Regions from separate parts of the Gossypium arboreum genome. Here region 2 is linked to region 1. The links are chromatin contacts, called in public Hi-C maps. All regions are on one chromosome and are shown on one strand. The core of a region is the stretch at or near the end of the contact, and the rest is flanking DNA. Distances in the headings are between cores, read along the strand shown. Region 1 has its middle 7.5 kb from the start of LOC108483608. Region 2 holds the start of LOC108478780 (receptor-like protein kinase FERONIA).

The links. Hi-C and Micro-C count contacts between places; a contact is called where the count stands out from the background.
Region 2: a contact with region 1 is called in a Hi-C map of leaf, with 2.1 times the contacts expected there. The contact joins the promoter of LOC108478780 here to the enhancer-like site in region 1.

Annotation. Positions count from the first base shown.
Region 1 is chr7:92,891,729-92,898,481 of ASM2569848v2, forward strand. No RefSeq gene overlaps it. Among protein-coding and RNA genes, the nearest start is that of LOC108483608, 7.5 kb to the left of the region's middle. Within about 2 kb of position 2,928, at least 1 of the 2 cell types and tissues checked has an H3K27ac peak or open chromatin away from gene starts, as enhancers often do. A contact at or near this core is called in leaf, where this site is marked.
Region 2 is chr7:93,368,512-93,375,503 of ASM2569848v2, forward strand. LOC108478780 (receptor-like protein kinase FERONIA) reads right to left here and starts at 4,734. Exons shown (of 1, transcript XM_053030586.1): 1 at 2,918-4,734. The coding sequence starts at 4,734. The coding sequence ends at 3,004.

The sequences.
Region 1 (6,753 bases), core at 1,678-4,177:
TTTTAATCATTTTTAGAATATGTGTTGCTAAAAAAAAATTGAAATTTTTTTATTTTTATGTTTATTGCTTCTAATCATATTTTTTTTGACATAATGTCTAGAACTATCCATAGTTCCTCCCCAACCCATAAATAGGAGGATAATGCGCTTCAACGCACTTAAACCCACATCCTCCTACACTAACAACAATAGTTATACCAATTAAATTAAGATTCAATTGGCCTTTTCAAACTATTTATATATTATTAATGTATTATTTTAATTTTATTGAATTATTGATTTAATGTTTAAAATTCAAAGTTTAATCTATTTGAATAATTTTTTTACAAATTTATCTTTTAAAAAAACTCAAAATTTTTCAGCTCTCTTAAAGGATTTTGATATGGAACTATTAAGTTCATGATGAAGGAAAAGAATTGTCATCAACATATGATTAATTTTTAACTTGTTTCTTTGATTAATTATGGTAACAAAGACTTGAAGTGGTGATTGTAAGTCATAACTATATCTTAATTGAAATTGATTATGAGTAGTTTATGCATGGTTGGCTTGATTGAAGGAAAATTAAGCCCAACCTAGGTACAATTAATTAATGTAGGGATAATATATTATTTAATATTTGAGTTCAGTTTTAATGTTTAATTTTGTATTTAATTTTTTTTATCTCAATTTGGTACTTGAGTTTGGTTTTAATGTTCACTTTGGTATTTAGGTTTTTTCAATTTGATACTTGAGTTTTTTTGTCCCAATTAAGTAGCAAAGTTTAGCTTAAATCAGGGGTGAAGCTAGAAAATTTGGAGGGGAAGCAAAATTAAGTTGTATATTTTATAAGAGCTAAAATGTAATATTACTATTTTAATAGCTTATATCTTTATAATTTTTAAAACATGGGGAGGAATTAAGTTGTATATTAATTATAAAAGCTAAAATGTAAATTTACTATTTTAATAATTTATATCTTTATAATGTTTTAAAGGATCAAATAAAATTTATGATTTTTGCTTCAATGTTCAATTTGTTATCGAGTTTTTTTTCTCAATCAAGCCATTTAGTTTGAGTACAAAATTAAACATTGAAAGCAAACTTAGATATCAGATTGTAAAAAATAAAAATAAAGAAAAGAAAAAATAAACTTGGATAACAAATTAAAAATTAAAACCAATAGCAGTTGCCAAGGACGTTTGAAAGTTCTTTGTGCGAGAAGAATATCGGGCCTAGTTTTTCTCAAGAAACCTCTTGGAGTGGATAAATGTGAACTTGGGGAATTGTGAGTGGATAGAGAGGAACGGGGTTCCTTGACCTACTCTTTTTAGTCTCCTAGTACGATGCACATGGAAGAATAAAAACCTTTTTATTTTTCAAGGCATATCGTAAAGCTATATAAAAATTATCAAGACATCCGTTTGTTGAGGGACACAATACAACATTACACATGGATGGGATCAAAGTAAAGCAAATTTTGATTATGGATAGTTTCTATGAATGGGATCAAAAGTAGAGTGCAAATTTTGATTATAGATAGTTCCTAAGGAGTTATTGGAATAATAGGGCAGCTACATGATAGTGTTAGGAAATTAGGTTAGTTAGGTTTTATTCACACACAAAAAAAAAAACTCAAACTTAAATATGAAATGGTATATTAACTCATTAATCTATTGAATTTTGTGTCCATCATAACAATTTATAGCTCTCACATGTGACTCAACAACATGGCTCTTTTTGTCCAACCCATAATCATCTTTAAAGAACAAAAATATCATGACCCATTTTTGCAAAATATATTTAGATGAACAGTAAACTTAAAATTAATGAAAATAATAATATGCTTTGAATGAATAGAAAATTCGATTAATAATTTATAAAATATTTAATTAACGAGTTTATAATTGAATTTTGATAATAAAATCGAAAAAAATTCCATTTTTATAATGATTTCTTAAATATCTTTGGTTGACAAATTGTGTTTGAAGCATAATCAAGTGCATGTATGGTTTAGGGTTTTTCATTTGATTGAACTTACTAACCATCATATTACTTTTCCTAAAGAATGTGTTGATTTGATGTATTATCATTTTACATTCATTAATGAGTTGGAAAGTAGATATAAAAGCCAATATAGTTGAAAAATTCGTTTAAATGATTTAATTATATAATTTTATAAGTTAATTTTAAAATAAACCCGAAGAGATTTGAATAGATTAAAACATCAATCTATTAAAAATATTTTTTAATTGAAATTTCATTTTAATACTTGAAAAGACTTCAATATAATTTAAAAATTATATACTAATTTAAAAATCATAATTATAATCCATATTAAATAGATTTAAAATGTGAATCTTAATTCGTTGATATTATTATTGCAACAAAATGAAAAAGTGAGTTCAAACATATTTAAATGTGTCATATTGTCTGTTTTAGGAATTGAATGGCTTATATTGTATAATAAAAATCTTAAAACTCAAACTATTTAAAAATATATATAATATGAAAATATTATTTCATATTTATATTTATACTTTTCATAAATTAATTAGAATTTCTTTTGAAATTATAAATAAGTGAGAAATACAATCACGATTTCAAATATAAATAATATATATTCAAATAATTATAATTAGAATTAACCATTACAAAGAACGATAAGAATGATAACTGAAATATATCTATACTTATATCAGAATAAATATAAATAAAACTCACAATAATCAGATTTAAGTGAAAATAAAATCTTAAACATAACCAACTTGAAAACTTATAAAATAGAAACTTGTTCAAATTAAAAAGTCATCATATCCAAACTCAAATTAATTTAAATCAAATTTATCCAACAGATTAAATAACCAGACACCAGAATAAGTGTAACAATGCGAGTTCGATTTTCTACTCCGTCACTCAAAATAGCTAAAGTGGGCTATCCTCAGGGTAAGGCTTTTGAACCCAAAATGCCAAGGCCAAGGTTTTGGGCTTGCAAAACTGAAGTGAATTTTTTTCATTTTTGGGCTCTTGTTGGATTTTTTGTTTTGACTTGAAACTCTCGTATTCGATATCTTCAGATATTAGTATGATAAGAGATCTTCTAAACAAATGGAAAAACTTTAAGATTATCTTATTTGATACATGTTTATATTTGACACTTTTAAAAAAAAAATTGAAGGGTAATTGAACTTAGGGTGTTTAAATGATCATTTCGATTAATATTTAATCAAACTATTATTAATCGAATTAATGAAAATATTAAAACTCTTAATCATTATCGAACCGATATTTTTTTAAATTCATTAACCAAACTGAATTTAGTACATGTTTATTTTTCTTTTAGTTCAAACCAATTTAAATGTTTGTTTTTTAGTTCAAAGAAGTATAAAAAGAAAAAAATTCACACAATAACAACACTACATTAAAAATATTACATTAAAAACATAATAGCTTAGTGCTTTTGTTAACATTTTATTTTATTTTTATAATATTTTTGGCCAATTATATTACTAGCCATAAGTCCATTTCATTTATATATTGGGATTATATATATTATATTTAACTTATAGATGTATAATGTATATTTTAATTTTATTTAATAGATTAATTTAATTAATTATTCGATTTTGAATTAAATTATCTGATAATTAAAATTTTATAATATACTGATTCCAATTGAATTAATTTTGATGACTAATCAATTAATCGAATTAATTTAATTTTACCTATTAATTCGATTTTAACTAAATCATGCACACCTCTACTTAAACTAATTTGATGCTGGTTGGAAAATAAAATTTATTTTTTAATCTTTTTTATTTCCAAATCGATCTCAAGTTGGTCGTGTTATCCGTACTCCCAAAATTGGACGAGTGTGTGATACAAATACATATCATATTTATATATTTTTTAAATTATTTTGTATGATTAAAGATTATTTTATTATCATTTAAATATGTGTATAGACAACATTGAGGACCCTAATCTTTTACTTTTTAACATTTCAATTATTCTATTTGAGACAATAATGCAAAATTATTTTGCTAAGAACAAATTATTAGTACTAAAGATAGGTATAATGACTTTTTTTGGCCCTCCAATTTTACAAGAAAGTCATTCTAGCCCTTAATTTAATTATTTGTCTCTTTTAGCCTTTAAACTTGTACTTTTTTTGTCAAATTACCTCAAAATAGATGAAAAAAATTAATATTTGTTAACTTTGTTGACATAGCATACACATGGTTTGCCACGTGGGTGATATGTCAACATTTAATTATTTTTTTAAATTTAAAAAATATTAAAAATATTTTTTTTATAAATTTTTAAATAATTTTAATAATTTTTAATTTTTAAAAATAAATTAAATGCCGATGTGTCATCCACATGTATGTCATGTAACACCCTTTACTCGAGGGAACTTGAGCAAATAATGTTATATTGAACATTGAACATACATTTACGATTTCAAACACTTTTAAATTGATCTTTTAACTGTGAATTCAATATCTTTGTACACTTTTAAGAACATAATTAGACTATTAATAAAGGTTAATTTTAATCAAAGGCTTGGAATCAAGCTTTCTTCTTCATCTTCTACTCTTTGGCTATCTCTTTGCCTTTGTCCTCAACTTGTTGATCACTTCTTTTCTCTTTTTCTTCGTTTCCATATCAAAGCATTCAAGATTTACTTATCAAATTATAATCAAATAACATATTTATATTCTTTAAACAAAACTAACATGAAATTCATGAAAAACTTATTTTACTTAACTTCTTATGATCAAACCCTAATTCTTATTTTCTCTCTCCTCCAAGACAACTATGGATGTACTTTTCATGAAACTAAAATAGTTATTGTCTTTCTCTATTAATTTCACTAAATTTCATATAAAAAAAATTGGAGGAATTAAGTTTGGAAGGCTTAGAAATAGTGGAAAAGACTAAAATGAAAGAAATGAAAAGTTTGTATTTTTCTTCTCTATGGTAGACGGTTCTAGTATGATGAAGTTAATTTTTTCTCTGTTTTTTTTCATCTTGTATTTTACCTACTTAACAATTAACCAAAAATAAAATGATTCTGAATTATTCTAACCAATCAATATTTTCCGCAATTTAATTCTTAATCATTAGTCATACCATAATTATATAATTTAAATATTGACCATTTAGTCTCTCAACTTTCTCTACAATGCCATTCATGAGTCATACTTCCTTTTGGTAAAATTTCACCTATAATCTCTCCTCCTTTTTCCTTCAATTCAATCTAATCATTCTATCTCCTACTTTTCTCACTTTTGCCCCAATACTTTTCACTCTCTTACAATTTAGTCAATACCCCGAATTATTTCTCACAACATACGGGCCTTTTTAATTACCTTCAATATCTATGTCACCCTCTACTAACACTGGTAATTTCTATTTTATAACATTCTCAAATTCTAACATATTTACTCTCAATTTAACACTATTCCTAGTTCAGGAGTATTGAGGATGTTACATGCCACATCAATAAAGTAAAATAAATGTTAAATTTTCCATCAATTTTGGAGTAATTTAAAAAAAAAAGTTTAAAGGCTAAATAAGGTAAAAAATTAAATGGAGAGCTAAAATGACTTTTTTTTTATAAAGTTAGAGGGCCAAATAAGTTATTATACCTTAAAGATAAGAGGCACATTGCATTTTTAAGGAGAGAATTTTAAGTTAAAACTTTCGAGATGGCATTATTAGAAAGTGCATCTATGAACCCAAAATAATTAATCTTCATGGACTATAAAATGGACAAAAAAGATATCTTAGTTCTAGAAAATAGGGAAAAAAAATAAAAAGTGAAAATGGTGAGAGAGTTTTATTTTAGTTTTATAGGTGGGAAATATGTTAGAAACATTCCAAAATTATAAGCAATGAATTTACTATGTATAAAATAAAAAGATTATGGGACACCTTGAAAATGGAAAATTATTGCTTTAATCCTTCAAAATTTATGAAATCTTAAGTTAATATACGGTAAAATTATAGTTTACTTTCTAAAAAAAATGTTAAAATTTTGATTTACTCCTTTTAAAAACCATAAAGATATAAGCCAATACAAGAGTAAAGTTGCATTTTAACTCATAAAAATATATAAATTAATCTTAACTTCCCCAAAAGAGAATTTTTTGGCTTCACTCTTCACCCAAGATGTGGGTAAAAATATTATGTAACAAATTTATAAAATGTTAAAATAAAAATAAAAATAAAATGTGGTTTTAGTTGAAATAATATATTGAATTTATAAAGATAATGAGGTGACATTAAAATAATAATAATGAAGTCTAAGTTCATATTTTATTATACAAATATATTTTTCTATATAAAAATATAAAAGGATAATAATGACCTTAAAATAATATTAAAGTAAATAAAAATAAAGAATTTTAGTAATTTCAGCTCACATAGTAAATAACACAATCTTAAAAAACACTTAAAATAAGTATATATATATACACATAACATGCAGGATATGATTACATGAAATAAACATTATAAATGAAAGATACCTTACCATGTTAGAAACTTCCCCAAAAGTGTAAGCGGTCAATTTACTATGTTCGGAGACTCTCAAATGATATATATATATATATATATATAAAATATCTGTACAATTAATACAACTAATATTTTACGACTCTATTGTCATAATATTAAATTAATTTGATGAAAATTGAAATTTTTAAGTTTGAATTTGTTTCATTGAAAATAATTTTCAAAAATATTTTTACATTTTCCGCTTATTTC
Region 2 (6,992 bases), core at 3,484-5,983, 480 kb after region 1:
GATCTAGTACCAAACATGCAAACATTCGCTTGGGAGGAAGGAGGGGGTCTATTGCCCGTACTCTTGTAGGAGGCATCAAACCGATAGTAACATCGATCAACAAGGTGACCTATTTTCCCACACAATTGACATTGAACACGTAATCCAAATGAGCGACCACACCCACGACCTTGAGCAGCTGATGAGTGATGATAGCCTGGTGTAGGCGCACTGTTGACAGCAAGGTCCGCGTATTGATGAGAGACCATATTAGCTGAACTAGGAGCCTCAACTATTGTAACTTGTTGTCGTGCTTCAACTTCAAGAAGCATAGCAGTGACACCCTGAACATTGTAGGGTATTTAACTTGTAGTGATAGTCGTAATAACAGATTCATACTCAGGCGACAGTCCATTAAGAATTGCAGTAACATATTCATGCTCGCTAATAACTTCTCCACAACTAGTAAGATTATCACAGTAACCCTTGATTTTCATTAAGAAATCTTTCATGGAAAGATCACCCTTGCGTTGAGAGTGCAAAGCCCTTCTGTAAAACATAAATCGAAAGGTAGTCTTACTGCCATATAAACTAACAAGAGCATTTCAGATTTGAGAACTAGTATCCAGACCAATAAGATATGGAAGAACCGTTTGATTCACCGACGACAGGAGCCACGATGCAAGAGCACTATCTTGTTGTTCAAACCGAGCAAACTTAAGACTCTCTTGAGGCACCCCATTTTCATCCGAAATCAGTTGAGGAGGAGGAATAGTACAAGAGTGAAGAAATTTTTTAAGCTTATCTGTCTTGATCGCCAAAAGAACCTGTTGACGCCACAACAAGTAATTATTGTCATCAAGAAGAACAATGATTTTCTTGGTGGAAAAGAAACGACTATCAACAACTCCATCAGTAAGATTGGAAGCCATCACTGGTGTGGTAGATTGAATAGCAGACGGACTAAAAGGAGGAGTCATGAAAAGCACAAGTATTCAAAGAAATAACTCTAGGAGGAAATGGACATATGATACCATGTTAAACTATAGCAAGAAATAGAAAAATAACAGAGATTTTATGAATCAAAAAGAATATATTTATAAAATTATTTCTCTGTATAGTGGTTGCTAATGCTTTTATACATCATAGCAAAGAATGCTATCTACAAAGAACAAACTAATAGATTAACTAACAAAACTATTATTAGGATGCTATCTACAAAGAACAAACTAATAGATTAACTAACAAAACTACAAAGAATGCTATCTACAAAGAACAAACTAATGCTTTTATACATCATAGCAAAGAATCTTGAAATTATTATTATTAGGAAGATTTTACTTAAATGTTGCCATTGATGATTCATCCAAACAAAACTAATTTCAAACCATAGATCAGACCAGAATACCGAATAGCCAAAGCAAATGATTTGTGAAAGAATATGATGGTAAATAGCAGCATTCGTATTAGTTACCATAAATCTATCAAATCTTTGTGATTTCATAAAATTTCCGCGTTTCCCATTGTTGAATGAGTCTTGATGCTGACTTTGGAACGCGGAGGGGTCTCATCAATCTCAATCACCTTTACCATCAAAAACTGTTATTGGATTCTTTATAGCCATAGGCACATTACAAATCAAGTTTACTTTAGACTTTGTTAAGGGTCGAAGAAAAATGACAAAACAATGGTGAGCCCTTTGGGGGCCTATTTGCTTTCATTGCTTTTGCCTTCTAGCCTACTCACATTATACTTTTCCTTTTTAACTTTTTAAAACATAACAACGTTGCGTTCTCGCGAAATACATCTTATAAAATGTTTTAATCAAAAATCAAAATATCTCAAAATAACCAAAATAAAATTTTACAAAACTCAAGTCTCTAAAATTTATAGATATAAATATTCTTGACGACGCCAACAGCAGAAGGGAGTCAGGATTAAACCTTTTAGTGACACCTCAAAAACCAAGGTTCATCTCCTCTCCTAATTTGTATTATGTACCAAAAAATAATTTTTAATGATACATAAATTCTTGCTAACCAGTCAGTTATTTAAAAACTAATATAAAACACACAAAAGTTAGGCACCGACATGGGACTCTCTATATATTTTAGGTTTGTCACCTGATTTTTATAAATTTTATTTTGATCATTGTAAAATAAAAATTTTCATTTTAAATACTCTTATTAAAATTTATTTTTATTTTGGTCACTTATAGTTAATTTAATGTTATTGTACACTCACTTTAATCACCTAACTTTAATAAATTTTTATATTGATCACTCATTTTTTCTTTAAAATTAATTTTATTTTAAAAAGAAAAAAATTTTACATGGAATTGAATTATAAAGCTACATAAAAAAACCTTAATTTTTCCATGTAACTCTATCCCCAATAAAAGACCAAATAATCCATTGGAAAAACTCAGGTTTTTACCTTGTCACTAGAAAAAAAACACTAAATTTTATTTTAAAAGAGGGGAAATGAAATTAAAATGATAAATTGGGCTTTCCTTTTATAAACTCAAACTTTTTCTATAAAAATTCAGGTATTTCAGATAAAATTTCAAGTTTTTCATTGTTACAAGAAAAAGTTTAAAATTAAAAAAGAAAATAGAAATTAAAAATATTAAAGTTAATTATAAAAATAGAAATTAAAAAGGTAAAATGATTTTTCTCAATTTAAAGAAAACTTAAAATTAATTCTAAAAAATAAAAATTAAATTAAAAGATAAAATAAATAACGAAAATGAAAACTTATTAGAGTTTGGTGGCTATAAGGAGTGTACAAAACATCAAATTAAATATGAGCTGTCAAAATAAAAACAATTTATAAAAATAGTGCCTAAAATTATTTTTTTTATATCCAAAATGAAAATTTATTAAAATTGATGATGGATAATATAGTTTGTCTTAAATTTATATTTTAGGTTCGAATATTTCTCTGTGTAAATATCATGAATAAATTAGCCACGAATGTTTGTCTCATAAAAAAACATAATTAAAGCACAAATGGACATTTGATTCATAAATTGTGATATAACTGGATATTTCTATTGACTTGGGACCGAGCTCCATCACTAACTTGACAAACTTGATCAGCATTCTCAATTTCTTGCAGTTGCAGAGCAAATTCAAGTCTTCGAGCTACATCATTCATGGAGGGCCTTTCGCAACCATCTTCACGGATACAATTTTCTGCAATTTTGGCATATGTTCTTAAACAGTTGAGTGAAATTTTACCTTTTAGAAAAGGGTCGATGCCTTCCTCAATACTCTCATTCCCAATACACTTCCGTGCCCAATTGGCTAAACTGATCTGCGAATATTCTAATTTTGAATCCACTGCCGGTCTAGCAAACAACACTTCGAATAGTACCACTCCAAAAGAGTAGACATCTGATTTCTCAGTTAATTGTTGGCGCCTGTAGTATTCAGGATCCATGTAGCCAAAAGTGCCCTTCACCACGGTTCTAATTGGATCATTTGTCATGCTAATTGGACTCATTTTAGACAAGCCAAAATCAGAGACTTTAGCCACATATTCCTCATCCAGCAAAATGTTAGTGCTCTTAACGTCCCGATGAATGACTCTATGAACTGCTCCTGAATGAAGGTAATCTAATCCACGGGCTGCAACAATACAAATTTCCAATCTCTGTTTCCAGGTGAGAGGAGCTTTTTCAGTGTTATAGAGATGATCACGAAGAGTTCCGTTGCTCATATACTCATAGACAAGAATCTTTTCATTGTTATCGTTGCAATAGCCGATCAGAGAGACGAGATTAACATATCGAAGCTGAGAAAGTAGTTGGATTTCTGTCCAAAACTCTCGAGCTCCTTGCTGGGACTTTGACTTTAATCGCTTGATTGCCACTTTATATTTTATTCCCTTGATGAAGCCCTTGTAGACATTACCGAATCCTCCGCTTCCTATGACGAAAGCATCGTCGAAATTGTTGGTTGCTGCTCGGATTTCGGCCAATGTAAAACACTTGCATAGTTGGTCTGGCAATGGCGAAGCATTTCTTCTTTCCATAGATTTTCTTTTGTAATAAGAACGACGCTTTTTTTGCCAGAAAATCGAGGAAAGTAGAAGGGAAAGTGATACAGTTATTGTGCAGCCTAGGGAAACTCCAATGACGATCTTCATTGACAGCTTTTTGCCCTTCTTTGGTTGCTTGTTCTCTGGTTTTAGTGATGCAAGGCTCGAACTCGGCTCTGGATTTGGCACTGCAAGACTACCTTCTGATTTGTTGAGTCTAAAAATCTCTAAACCGTTTAGAATTACATCAACAAAGTTCGAACCAACCTCTTCGCTAGGGTGTAATGCTAGCCATAGAGTTTGCTTACTTGAACCTTCACTTGGAGTCAACAAAACGTAATCTCTATACACCGCAATGCCATTACCGCCACTCCAATAAATCACATCGGCACGACGCTCAGCCGTTTGATTGTTGATGAATATGTCAAAGACTCGTTGACCTGCCCTTGTAACTTCTAATTGAGTCTCGCAGAAATGGAGCCTAAGGAGGTAGATGAAGCCACCATCAATATAGAAGTTCCATGTCAGATTGTAGTTCATATTGATCTTTGGTTCCGGACCCATTGTTCTTGACGTTGTGTAGACAACAGCCGGAGCTGTATATCCCGGGGTTTTTTTGGTGTACTTGATCGTAACATTAAATTGAGAAGGAACATTTCCGGATGCAGCTCCAAAGATATAAGGCGAATCGTCAAGCCACGTTCGAAACATTCCGGTATCATCGACGTCAGTCACGTTTGCTCCGCCAATGTTTAGACGATACACAGCTTCGAAAGCAGTAGCATCAGGAATGTCAAAGGGAACTTTACTATTTACGAAGATAGAGAATCATCTTGGTGTTTTACATACATGTTCTTCGGCATGGAAACAACTTCAATACCGTTTACAAAAGCCCAAGAGTTTGGCGATGGCGAAAAGGTAACACTCTGCTTCTCGGTTTTGAAACATGGCACCATAAACTCTTTACTCAACGAGGCTGGCTGAACATCTACAGCAGTAAGTGTTAAATAGGCACTGAAATTTTTGAGGAGAAGGTGATCGTTGGCTGTAACAGAGAAGAAAGAAGTAGTTGCATCAAAGCCAGAGTATTGGACCGGGTAGAAATAGAAACGTAGAAACTTGAGACCAACTGATACTGGAAAACTGTAAGTGAATTTATCACGAAAAATTCTAGCAGTCATGTAAGGAACTTGAAAAACATATTGATCTTGCCTGGAGGCTGTGGACACAAATGAAGCGCTCTCAGAATTAAAGGTAGAAAATTTGGATCGATCATCAGTGACCCACTTTCGGCCATCTTCTGATACTGTATTTGATGATAAAGGTGCACCACAGTCGAGGAGAATATAATCAGTTGCTGTATAGGCTGGTGAATCTTCACCCATGGCCATAGTATGGAGAATCAACAGGTAGACAATAAAATGGATCATTGCATGGGACTGAATCGATTTCCCTTTTTGGGTACTTGATTTAATGGTTGTAGGAGAACTCTACACTTGTAAGCAATTACAGAGCTGGTGAGGCCAAGAAAATTTGATTAAATTTTTGTTTTGATAGTATTTTTTATATTTATTTTATTGTTTATGTTTACTGTGTTGACTGTAATTTACTTCTTTGATCATTGCATTAATTTAGTTTCAATTTTTATTGTCATAACAATAAATAAATCTATTGACGGAAGACGTCTTATTTGCGAAACTTAAGAAAAGGATAGTCTTTATATTTACTCAAATTATTCTAATTTTGTTAATCATAAATTACTTTTCATATTCATTTTTAAACCATTGAAATTTTGGTCATAGCTCAAAATTTTAACATTGATTTAAAATAGAATTTATTAATTTACAGTTTATAAAGATCAATTATTTTAGATTTCGTAATAGTCTCTTAATAATTTTTACTTGATAATTTTTAAAAGAACAACTATAATGTAATTGACTTTCAAGTTTACGAGTTGAAAATGAACTAGGGACTAAGATTTTGGATAAAAAAATTTCAAATTAAAATTAAGTTATAATTATATCAATAATTCTAATTAGAATTAATCATTTCAAACATTTAGTTAATAACTAATCAGATAAATTAATTTGCCCTTTTATAATAGATATTTTTGTATTGATAGTCAGATTATATTTTGACTTTTTATTAAAAGAATAGGCAAATTAATCTATGTATGTTAGATTAAATAACAAGTCGATCATTCGGTTAAAATTTTTATCTATTTTTATTGTTAAAAATTAGTCATTGTATGTCAATATAAGGTGCATGTATTACGCTACGTGTCTAAATATTTAATCGACATGCAAGTTTTAACAATGCAAATAAATGAAATTTTAACTGAATAAACCAATTTACTCTTTGATATAACATACATTGATTAATTTGTTAATTTTTAAATAAAAAATAAAATATAATCTAACTCTTGATACAAAAATTTCATAATACTTTTACCACCTTTAATTATTTTTAATTTATATCCTTTTGAAAATCTAAGTAAGCAAATTAAGTAAGTACCAATTATCTTTTATCATCGAAAATCTTATCAGTTTATTTTTAGATGCGATGATGTCTTTATAGAAAAAATTGTTAAATAGAATATTATAAATTTCGTGTTTCACTTTAGATACCTTTAATTTCTTAAAATAACTAATCCATTTCACCTTTATTCCATTTTAACTAATCACGCGTGGAAGGTCTAGTTGAACAAAGTAAAATTGACCTATTACCATTTTAACTAACCAGGAATACCCTTTTGTTTCCCAAATATGACGCGTGGAATGTCTACTTTAACAAAGTAAATTGACCTATTAAAAGTGGAATTAGGGTTCTCGAAACTTTTTTTTGGGGGTTAAATAGACTTTTTATTTTTTAAAATAAAAATGAAGTCGTCATTCATCTTTTTTATTTAAATGTGATCGGGTTACATAGAAATTCGATCATTTTAATAAAAAGGTTAAATTTATTAAAAC